Linked DNA regions of Hordeum vulgare: region 1 is linked to region 2. Evidence: chromatin contacts called from public Hi-C data. All regions are on one chromosome and are shown on one strand. The core of a region is the stretch at or near the end of the contact, and the rest is flanking DNA. Distances in the headings are between cores, read along the strand shown.

What was found. Hi-C and Micro-C count contacts between places; a contact is called where the count stands out from the background.
Region 1: a contact with region 2 is called in a Hi-C map of seedling, with 2.4 times the contacts expected there. The contact joins two enhancer-like sites. A contact is called at or near these places in 4 of 6 Hi-C or Micro-C datasets (leaf, seedling and an unstated tissue).

The regions. Positions count from the first base shown.
Region 1 is chr2H:559,822,469-559,827,927 of MorexV3_pseudomolecules_assembly, forward strand. It overlaps LOC123427247 (protein root UVB sensitive 2, chloroplastic), which reads right to left. Exons shown (of 10, transcript XM_045111247.1): 3 at 4,543-4,631; 4 at 4,378-4,462; 5 at 4,109-4,168; 6 at 3,934-4,027; 7 at 3,709-3,806; 8 at 3,281-3,460; 9 at 2,945-3,067; 10 at 2,141-2,858. The coding sequence ends at 2,421. Among protein-coding and RNA genes, the nearest start is that of LOC123427247, 3.4 kb to the right of the region's middle. Within about 2 kb of position 1,468, at least 3 of the 3 cell types and tissues checked have open chromatin away from gene starts, as enhancers often do. A contact at or near this core is called in leaf and seedling, where this site is marked.
Region 2 is chr2H:559,645,223-559,650,914 of MorexV3_pseudomolecules_assembly, forward strand. No RefSeq gene overlaps it. Among protein-coding and RNA genes, the nearest start is that of LOC123427245, 16 kb to the right of the region's middle. Within about 2 kb of position 3,674, at least 3 of the 3 cell types and tissues checked have open chromatin away from gene starts, as enhancers often do. A contact at or near this core is called in leaf and seedling, where this site is marked.

The DNA of each region.
Region 1 (5,459 bases), core at 218-2,717, 180 kb after region 2:
TTTTAACCTAATAATCATTACTTGAGATCTTTATTTAAACTTACTGCATAAATAGAATTTAAAAATTGTTAAATAAATAAAATAACATCATATTTAGATTATACGCATCACTATAGATTCAAATTATATTATAAATAGAATTTTAAAGAATTAAATAGGTAAGATACATTAGCATTCGATTCATCACATTTTTTGAATGAAAGTTCATATGTAATAATTTAAAATTGGAGTTACAGTTTAAAAGATATATTTTTTAAAGTATTTGTTAATTATAATTTGATCGTGGATTAATTAACAACATGGATCGGCCTTGTTATGAAAAATGGATTGTACGCTATTGATTAAAATCACAGCATAAATATTATTTAAAAATTAATTAATAAATAAAATGACATTATATTTAGATTGTGCGCATCACTATTGATTAAAATTACATTATAACCAGATTTTTAAAAAATTAAATAGATAAACTAACATTATATTCAGATTCTACATATTTTTCTAATAAAATTTCAAATATAATAATATAAAATTGGAATTATCGTTTAAAAGATATGATTTTTAAAGTATTTTGCACTTATAATTGAACTACAGATTAATTAATTAAAAACTGTAGAGGTGTTTTCGAAAACATATGAAACATGATTGGTTTTTTTACTCAAATATGTACTGCGGGTTTATTTTATGAAAACTGAAGGAGGTTTCTACAAAAAATCCAAAAAAACGATTTGTTCTCTCGCTGTATTATGTACTGCGAGTTGATTTCGGAAAAGCACAGGCGGTTTTCTGTAAAAACGGAAAAAACGATTTGTTTCTCACTTAAATCCGGACTGCGGGTTGATTTCGGAAAACTTCAGAAGGTTTTCTGCAAAACAACCACGACGGACGGAAGAAGCAACGCGTGCTTTATTATTAGGGAGAGATTTTTTAGACAAAAAAATCGCTGCTTAATAAATCTCTTGTGTTTCTTTTGTGTGGACACCACCAGGCTACGGCAGTGGGCTAGCCAGTAGCCACACCGGCCGGCAAGTTGGTTTCATTCGCGAGAGACGGACACCGGCCCCGTACGCGCAGCCGCGGCCACGCATTGACGTCGACGCAGGGAGCGAAACCCCATGGCGTGCAGGCGCAGCGCAGCGCAGCAGGCATCCAAGCTATAGCCAGCCAGCCGTTCATGCAAAGGTTTACGTACTTACGTACCTGCATCACGCCGGAAGGGAATCAATTCACCAGGTAGGCTACTAGCCTACCTGCGGAACTCTGTGCGCGCGCGTCGATAGACTACAGCACGCTGCGATCTGGCTTGCCCTCCCTCGATCCTCGCTCGGCCAGGCCTGGCACCGGCAGCGGCAGGCGCTGCTAATGAATCAGTAGCGCGGCCAAGCTAAGCAAAACCCAAGAGGGCGTGGCCGAGCCCATCCCTCCCGCCTCCACCCGGCCCTCCATCCACATTCCTCCCACACTCTCCGCATGTCGAACCCCAGACCCACTTGCTCTCCACCTCCTCCCGGGTCGCTGGTACCACGGATGCCGCTCTCATTCGTGTACCAAGCTTTCCCACATATGCTACAACCGCTGGATCCGGTGACGCCGGAGATGCGGAGGGAGATGAGACCTCGGAGGTGGAGGAGGGGGCGATGCGGATCTGCGACGGTAAATTTGGATTTAGCATACCGTATACGACGTACAGTCGACGGTAATTTCCGTAGCCATTCGGCAATTCGTACATATTTTTTTTACTGCTATGCGCAGCCCAGCCATCGACCGGTCACACGTGATGAATGACTTGTGTTCGCGAAAAACTCCGAGAGGAAGCACCGTCGGCGTCGGCACGTTGCGCTCGGGAAGACAACGGGTCGACGGCATGATTCGCTCAAACTTGGAATTTACTAACTCGACTCCATGGCTTGCAGCAGGATGGTTAAAATTTGTGGTGACCATGTACTCTGATGGGTAGAGCACGGCAAAACCCATGGAATCCAGATGGCTTCGCCGTGGACTGGACTCGTGGAGGGATCGCGTGATTATGTCATCCGCTACGTCACCATCTTGGCCAAGATGCCGCACTTCCATCGCTTGGAGTCGAGATGCCGCAGCTCCATCCCATCACTTGCACGATATACGCACCAGTCAAGCCACGTAGTCAAACAGATGCAGCCTCCTTTCAAGTGTTGGTTTTCCGTTTCGTGTATGGTTTCAGGAAGCCCTGAAGCCAAATCATCCATTCGTTTCAGTGCACCCATACACTGCACCGAAGGCGCATACAAATAGAATGGCGATCCTACGACTGACGACTGACAGACACACACACAAAAAAAATTGTTTTGCCGCAAACAACGTGACATGAAACAAAATTGATCCGTCCAGCTCCGCAAATCACAGGCGGGACGCGCCGCCTGCGCTTCATCCAGCATGCGCGGTCATTCGGATTTCGCGTATGCGATCCGGCTGTGATTTCCATCCAAGAACTGGCCCGTGTACCAGCCCCTGCTCTTCACTTCCGAAACGAACATGGGGAACACGCTCTCCATCTTCTGATAGGCGTCATTCAGGACGGCGTCGCGCGATCCAGCACCTGATCTCTCCATCTCCGAAGCCAAGGCAGCGACCAGCCACCCCCGAAGCGCATCCTCTCCAGTTGCGCTCTGCTCAAGGACCATGTAAGCCTTGTCGCCTTTTTGGGCGAGTAGAAATTTCTCCTTTGGGAAGGTAGACCTCAGCTGTTCGACATCACGTGGGCTCAAAACCCTGCGAAGCGGTTGCCCAACTTTCACACTGCCTGCTTCTTCTATTAACCGGTTTGGGAACAGAAGATCTTCTCTGTATCTCAGCTCCGCTGGGCTTGAAACCTTTCCACTCTGCAGTGTTAGAAAAAAATACATTAGCATTGTCAACCAAAGAAAAAACAGGAAGTGTTTGAAGTCACAGGTCAAACATAAGAAACCTTAATGAAATCAGCAACCACCATTGCTGTTCTTTGTGGATTAAGTGTGTTTATAGGAGTTGCCCTCATCTCTTGCACGACTCCCCATATATGTACGGCAGAAAGCAACGGGCCTATGATTAGCTGAAACAAATTTGATATACCAATTAGAAGCTTGTACCAAGCAGAAAGTTCCCAATATAATAATAGGTTCCGGGTTCTGATGGTCATTCTCATTCTCAAAGTAATGTCCATTCTAATCTAATCTTGCAATGCATTATTTTATTTTTACTTTGTTTACTTCCCTGATAAAATGAAACAGAGTAACTTAACAGGTGTGTTAGTGCGAATATGTACCTTCCCTTGAGTTGTTGAACATACAGTAGATGATAATCCAATGCCAGCTCCTATCCCCATAACATTGAAAAGTGTCGAGATGGCTTCCCCTTTAGCAAACAAGTCACTAAGGTTACCTTCTTTGGCAAAAGATGAATATATCGGTAGCCTTGTCGCTCTGGCAGCAACCACAGCCATTCCCTACAATGACAAGCAACAAGATATTAGTGTGCTAGCTCAATTTTCAGGCAGACAGATCTGGACAAACATGTTATCCTTTTTATGACGTCCTATAATCTACATAGTCATTGCATATACCATCAGGCGCAAAGGAAACTCTTTTTTATCTTTGAACAAGACCTCGAGTATTAAACATGCCAATGTCCAACAGGAGATTGTATTGCAATACAGGTGCCATTTGAAGTGCAGCATGCAAGTTAGATCTGCACCTTTGCGAAATTTCCCAAGCCCGCCACTTCAAGAAAAAGTTGTGGACACAGTGGTGAAATGAAGTCCAAGGCGGTACCAAAATCATAGAGAACATCAGCTGGCACACCACAGAAAGAGTCATGAATAATGTAGCTTAGAAAGAAAATTTCAGTATAAGAACACAAACAAACAGAAATATCAGAAAATGTGCGACACAATTATTATGGTGATTAGTGATTACCCACCAAATATCCTCCAACTCTTTGGCTCTGAATCCATTCTTGCCCCCATGCCGCTACATATGAGCTTTCCCGCATGCTGCATCCCATCTTTTAGAATCTGAGATACAGAAAATCAGCCAAGATGTTTTGGTCGCACTACATGCTTGAAACTTTGGCATTTCTGTCGGCATATGCTTACCCAACTTACAGCCGTTGCTTGTGCAGGGGTAGGCCGTAGACCTGCAGCAAATAATAAAGACTGAGCCGCAGCCCACATGGGGAGTCAGTTGAAAGGAGAAAGGTACTATGTTTTTCCATCAACGAAAGTAGGTAAAACGTAAAAGTATAAAAGTTCGACTAATTTCAAATATTCTAGAAAAAGTAGCTAAAATTCATGGAGATGACACACGTAATCCAATCAAGAGTCTTATTGCTAAAGAAAATGTAACAACAACCAGATGAACTGACCTGGGTCGATAACACATGCAGCATAGCACTAGAAAAATGCTGGAGTGCTCGGAATTTGGTATATGTTAGGTAACCTTCATTCACACTGCATGATCAATAGCAAAACTCGTCAAAGAATGTGGACCATTAGAGTATCAAGAATGTCAACGTCCAGTAAACTTGTACCTGTATGGATAACCTGATGGAAAAAACTTGTTCAAGAAAGAATCAACCAACTTATCATGTGCCATCCTGTTATCCTGGACAAGTTTAACCTACAGGAAAATAGGAGCCATAACTTATACAATAACAGAGAATTTACACTCAACTATACAATTAACATGAAAGTAACGTTCCAGTACTTTTACTAGAGAATTATGCTTACTCATACTGAGATTTTTAGTTATCTAGGTAAGCAGTATACATTTCGAGGCCAATTGCTGCTTGTGAAAGCTTACATTAGTAAATCTACGAAGTGCAAGAAGAGGATAAAAGTTGTCGCTGGTGCAGAAACTCAAACAACAATTTTCAAGGTTGCTAGTCCATTTGTATTATTAGAACAAAGGGTCATACGAATATACGATGTATAACATGTCCCATCAATTACACAATCACGCGGCAAGGGTATGTCATTGTATTCAAAATGGAAATAGAGATTTTTGGATTGAGATGGATGATTCATGATTGTGCTTGGAGTTACGAGTGTTTAAACTCGACTTCTCATCTCATATGTGATGTGCCAGTTGTATTACAACCTTGTTGAAGATCTGGTGATTCTACCTGAAGAGTTTTTTCTTTTTTTTGAACTTTTCACCGGGGGAGGAGGGGAAAGCCCCTCAACCACCTGAATATATTACGTAAAGGAAATCTACCTGAAGAGTTAAATGAATAGATATCGCTGTTAAGAACAACCGAGATCTTCTCTGCCCTGTCCTCTCACTTGACCCAGGGAGAGGCTGCATCCCACCTTTGGTAGCTCTTTAGGTTTTCCACTAATTAGCGATATTTAATAAAATGGAATAAATTCTTCACGATAGATTCTTTGAAAAGATAACCCTTACCCCTGGGTAAACATAGAAAGCAAATTGAAATAACACTCAGGA
Region 2 (5,692 bases), core at 2,424-4,923:
ACAGTGGCTCAGAGGAACCCTTTGGAAGACCATGTTTTGATCATCCGGTTATCAAACACCCTGAAGTGCGAGGACTCCAACGAAGGCAATCAAATCTTATGGGAAACGTGTGCAAAACTCTACAGAGTACGCAAAACTAATCGGTTAGTCGTGTCCACGATCATGGACAACTTCAGCCAAAGGAACTGGAGCTATCAGGAATTCTCAACACCATTAACTTATTGATGTGGGTAATATTGATAACTTGGGTATGAGAAATGATTGGTGGAACCTTTCTCATTAACAACCAACAATGTAGTAAATTTTGCTTATACCTCTCTCTTGTTGTAGGAAAAATTTGCTTTATGCAAAACTTAAACTACAGCCCCACCTGCCATATATGCATATAGTATAGCTGATATTTTCACCCTCTCTTTTTTGACTTGTCGGGATATTTAATATGCTGACCTACACGGCTGCAACGTCTTATGTTGGAGATACTTTCTTCGACGAGTAAGAGTACGATTCAGGGTTACGGTCTGCACTCAACCCGCCGTTGGTGTTTATTAGGACTCCACTCCCTTTGAGTGTTTCCGCTGAGGTTTTGAGGTATATATCAGTTTTACGTTATTTACATGTGATTGCACTTTGATATATACATTGATGTACTGTGTGTGAGAGCATACTGATCTAGGGATGGCACAAATACACAGAGGCTTGACTCTTTTTAAGTCAGGTCGCTACATACTAGATTATGGGAAGGTACCTCACTCGGGAACAAGCCAGTAGCATTTTAGTATCCTTCAATGTACAACATTGTACAACATAAAAAACTTTCGTCAATACAATACTTGGTTTTGTTCCTCTAAATATCCACTTCAGTTGGGTGGCGATGGGGAATGATAGGATAGATGGTTCAATCTCGTGCGTAGTTGATGAAGGTTAACCTCTTTGATGCACAAGATACCATACACTTGAAGTTGTACATTTCAGGCGCATTCTCAGTTAAATCCATGTATTTAAACTTGATAAACATCGGTGCTATCCCAAAGTCTCTTGACATCTCGAAAGTTAAGGTGCCTTTACAAATAAAGGTATTTATGTGGTTTATGCACAATGAAGTGATATTGACTAATGACAACATGGCAAAGCGTGGTTGAAAGGATACTAGACATTGTTATTTTTGTGATCAGAACAAATTAATACAACATATTTCCATCAAATGTCCACTAGCCGTGGCATACTATTCATGTGTCCTTTAATGTTTGTCCTCCCACCACTTAATCCATTTTATTTAGGACGTGGTTAAACAGGGTAGAGCCTAAGAAAATGATGCATATTCAAGTAGCAATATATGTATCACACACATATTATGTTAAACCACGTAGAGTGATTTTTTTATAGAAAAGGAGGATGATCCCCGGCCTCTGCATCTGGGAGATGCATGTGGTCATTTTATTGATTATTCTTGACGACCTTACAAAGCAGTACAATAATATGCCTGAATCCGCCATCTTAGCAACATCTGCCGCTACTCCCATCCATATGATGAAGGGGTGCAAGCTGGACCAAATACCCAAACCTCTCACCTAAGCCTAACATCTAAAGCCGGAGACCTTGACCGAGCCACATACCGGGTCCGAGGCACAAACCGGTCCGACGCACTCACATGTGTCGTGACCGCCATCTTCCACTGGTCCATCTTCAGATCAAATTAAGGTACTAGCCTTGGCAGGTGCCTCCGCCATCGACGCCACCATGACGCCAAACGACGACCTCCACCTACGCGAGTCCATCTCCAAGCAACAGACGGAGATCCATGCTAGGATAGGGCCGCACCACCGCCGTCGCCCACCACCCACAAGCCCTACCTAGCCCCAAGGTTCCCAAAAGCGGCGCCTTCAAGAAAGGAACGACGTCGTGAGCGCCGTCGCCGCCCAACAAAGTTAAGGCTTTCGTCCGGGAGACCTAGGGGAAGGGGAAGTGAGGGGATCAGTCCATACCTACGCCTCCAAGGAGGGGAACAGCGCCCTCATGCGTCGCCGTCGACGCGGTCGACCATGGCCGACCAGGGATTTCGCCCGGACTAGATCCCCGCCACCAGCAACGACTCCTGTACAAAACCAGGTAGAGTGATGATTCAGAAGAGTGATTATGTCATTTTTAATAGAAAAATATATGATTCAGAAGAGTGATGATGCCATTTTTAACCACACATATATGCATCACACACATGGTTCAGAATATATGCATTGCTTTTTCTGTTAAAAAATATATGATTCAGAAGAATGATGATGTCATTTTTAACAGAAAAACTATCACAACTTTTTTACATGTTATCTTACGGGCATCTCTTTATATCCATACGTGGTTGTTACTCAGCTATGCGGATCACATGGAGCTTATGGCTATAGGGTGCAACGCCAAAACATGATAACATGGATACTTACAAACGGTTTGGAAAGTGATCCAATGATAAGATAAGTATATAGTCATCTTATCATATTTTCACACTTGTAGCAATTTTTTTACCTTATTATACAGTTTGCTTGAGACCTTTGTCTTAAATCTCGAAAAAAGCTAAGAGAAGCATATATTTTTCTTTTCTTCCAAGAACGTATCATTCTTATAGCAAAGAAACTGCAAGTCTCTCCAACACTCTTCTGCACCCGAGCTCATATGAACCCTTCCAAAGAGTACGATAAAAAAATCTGATTTTTTTTGGAGACAAATTTTAACGAATTCTAAACATGTGTGTTACTTCCTTCATTTCTAAATATAAGTTTTTGTAGGGATTTTACTAAATATATATATATAGGCATATTATAGAATATAGGTTCACTCGGTTTCGTATGTAGTCCGTAATGAAATCTCTAGAATGATTTATATTTAAGAACGAAGGGAGTACATTTCGTGAAGAAACAACATTCGGAAAATGCTTTTGTATTAAAAAAAATGGCGCTCAAAAAGTCTCTTCCTTGGGGCATCAATTTTGTTTTTCTTACGGCATCACTTTTGGAGGGTTGTTTCTTTATGAAATTTTGCAGGCATGTTCAGAATTCGTCAAAGTTTGTTTTAAAAAAAAAATCAGATTATTTTTGCTATTTTTTTCGACTTTACTATTCACAGGGGTGCATATGAGCTCAGTGCAGAAACTTCATGTCCTCTGTCCTTCGTTGCTCGGTGTTTGGTTGGGCTTCCAGCCAGCTTCCGGCTTTCGGTTTCGAAGCCAAAAGCTCCTATTTAAGGGCTTCCGGCTACAGTTGTGGCTTTCGGCTTCGGTTGTGACAAGGCCGAAAGCCACAGCTGCATCCGGCTTCCGGTTTCGAAGCCAAAAGCTCCTAGTTAGGGGCTTCCGGCTACAGCTGTGGCTTTCGGCTCCGGTTGTGATAAGGCCGAAAGCCACAGATGCAGCCCGAAGCCCTTAAATAGGAGTTTTTGGCTTAAAAGCCGGTAGACGGAAGCTGGCTGGAAGCCCAACCCTCCGGCTCATCCACCCGGGAACATGACCAGCAAAAATCCAAAACTGCGCTACAGCTCAGGGGCACCCAGCCAGCCGCAGCCCACGAGGCAGTGTAGACATCACATCACACGATCACGCAATGCAAATGCATGGAATGTACCCCGGGCATCAAAGGATCTACCCATTTCAGTCCGCGTCGCCAGCTTCCGCCGTGTTCCCCCGTCTCTTCTGCGCGGGATCACATCGTCCCCACTGCACATGTAGCCATCGTCTATGCCTTTTACCCCATACCTTTCTGCCCTGCACGGCCACAACCTCCCAGGACGCAAACCCACGAAGGAAAAATCTGTGAGAACGAACGTACCATCGCCGTCGGCGAGATAGTAATAAACAGTGCAAAACGATCAATCAAACCACAGTTGCTCGACGCTGAGCAGTCCAGGCCTTCAGGGTCAAACACTCCGAGAACGAAGTTTGAACTTCCTTCAGAAAGCAACGCTCAGAAGGAAGTTCGAACTTCCTTCAGGCCTTCGTACCATTGCTTTTTGTTTAGCTTCCACTGTTTTTCCTGATCAGGTAGCGACGTCAACAGAAAGAAAGTACGTACCAAATAAATAAATAAATGTATTCATGCGCATTGCATCACCAGTGACGAAACAATCGAGCGACATGGAAGGCGCCGAGGTCTTACACTTTGATTCTTCAGACGTTTTTTCCGAAAAGTGATTCTTCAGAGACTGTGACCAAATATTTGGGAAAAAGATGTTTCAGCTTTGCAAAAGTTGAGGTCCTCGCTGGTGCACATGTGAACAGTGGTGATGGAACATACTCTCAGGCCAATTGTGATGCCCAGAACTTTTGTGCAACCATGGAACTCTTGGCCGCCGACAATGGCTCAAAGCAGGGGTTGTGCGTCGGGTGTGTTGAAGCAGGTTCCTGTCCATCTGCAATTTGACGTATTTGAGTGACACAAGATTTCTGACAGTAGTCGAAGTTGTCCTAGTTCAAGGTGCACATGTGCATTTGTGACAAAGTTTCCACAGTGCAGTTTTCATGGTCGTTACTAATGATTTTCAGTTCATCAAATTGTGAAAAACAAACCACATGACATATGTTGTAAGAGCAACCCCTTATACCCGTCTCATACGTCTGGCTAGGCTGTTTGTTCACTGTCCGATCATGACAAATCGATTGAGACGGACTCCTAAACGGACCTCATATCCAACCCAAATTTGGGACGTATATGGGGGAGCCCGGGCTCGCCCCGGCATGCCGGCCTGACTGCCTAGCTCACCACTGAGGCCTGGCCCACCACCGACCCCACTAAATACCCGAATCGAGAAAACCCTATACATCCGGCAGTTCACTCTCCATCGACTCCACTTCCCCTCCCCACGTTCCGATTCGATGGCCGACGACGGAAGCAGCTCCGACGGATCGAACGTCGATGTGGAGGAGGTGGCCCTCTGCATCGCATTACGCCGATCGCTGCGGGACCAAGGTGTCCCCAGCGTCGGTGGATCTGCATCCTCCGGGACCGTCGCACGTCAACGGAGCGCCGTCCGCAGTGGATCAGCATCCTCCGGGACCGTCGCACGCCAACGGAGCGCCGTCGGTGGTGGAATTGCATCCTCCGGGCCCGTCGCACGCCGACGGAGCGCCGGAGACGTCGCAGGCCCTTCCTGCGAGGTGCGCAGCTCCGATCCCTCCTACTCCGGGAGATCCGCTCCAGATCAGGTACGCCACCCATCTCCACTAGCTTCTGCTCCGGAAGCGGTGCCCAGTCATCGTTGGGTCCTCGTGCCCGCGTCGGGGACGGGGCGCATGAGGACGCCGGAATCCGAGGCGTGTGCAGCCCCTCACGAGTGACATCGGGCTACGAAGAGGGGGGAGGCACTCGCCGCGCGCCGTTCGACCTCGAGCGCGTCGGTCGACCCCGAGGACACACTCCTCGTGGGCGTCCTTCTTCGCTCGCTGAGAATGGCGGAGACAGATGCGCGCCGCCTCCGCCGCAAGAATGACGAAGCACTCCGACTGGCCATCCAGTTATCGGAGCGCGAGGGAGCAAAAGAGGCGGCGATGAAGGCAAAAGCAGCCCGCCACACAAAGGAGCAGGACCGCCTGCTCCACAGGTTGTCCGGCATGCGGTGCAACTCCGACGACGATGACAACGACGTCTCCACCACGTCCGGCTCCGATGACGATGACGATGACAACAACTCTCCATCGCACGTCGACGTCTACACGGAG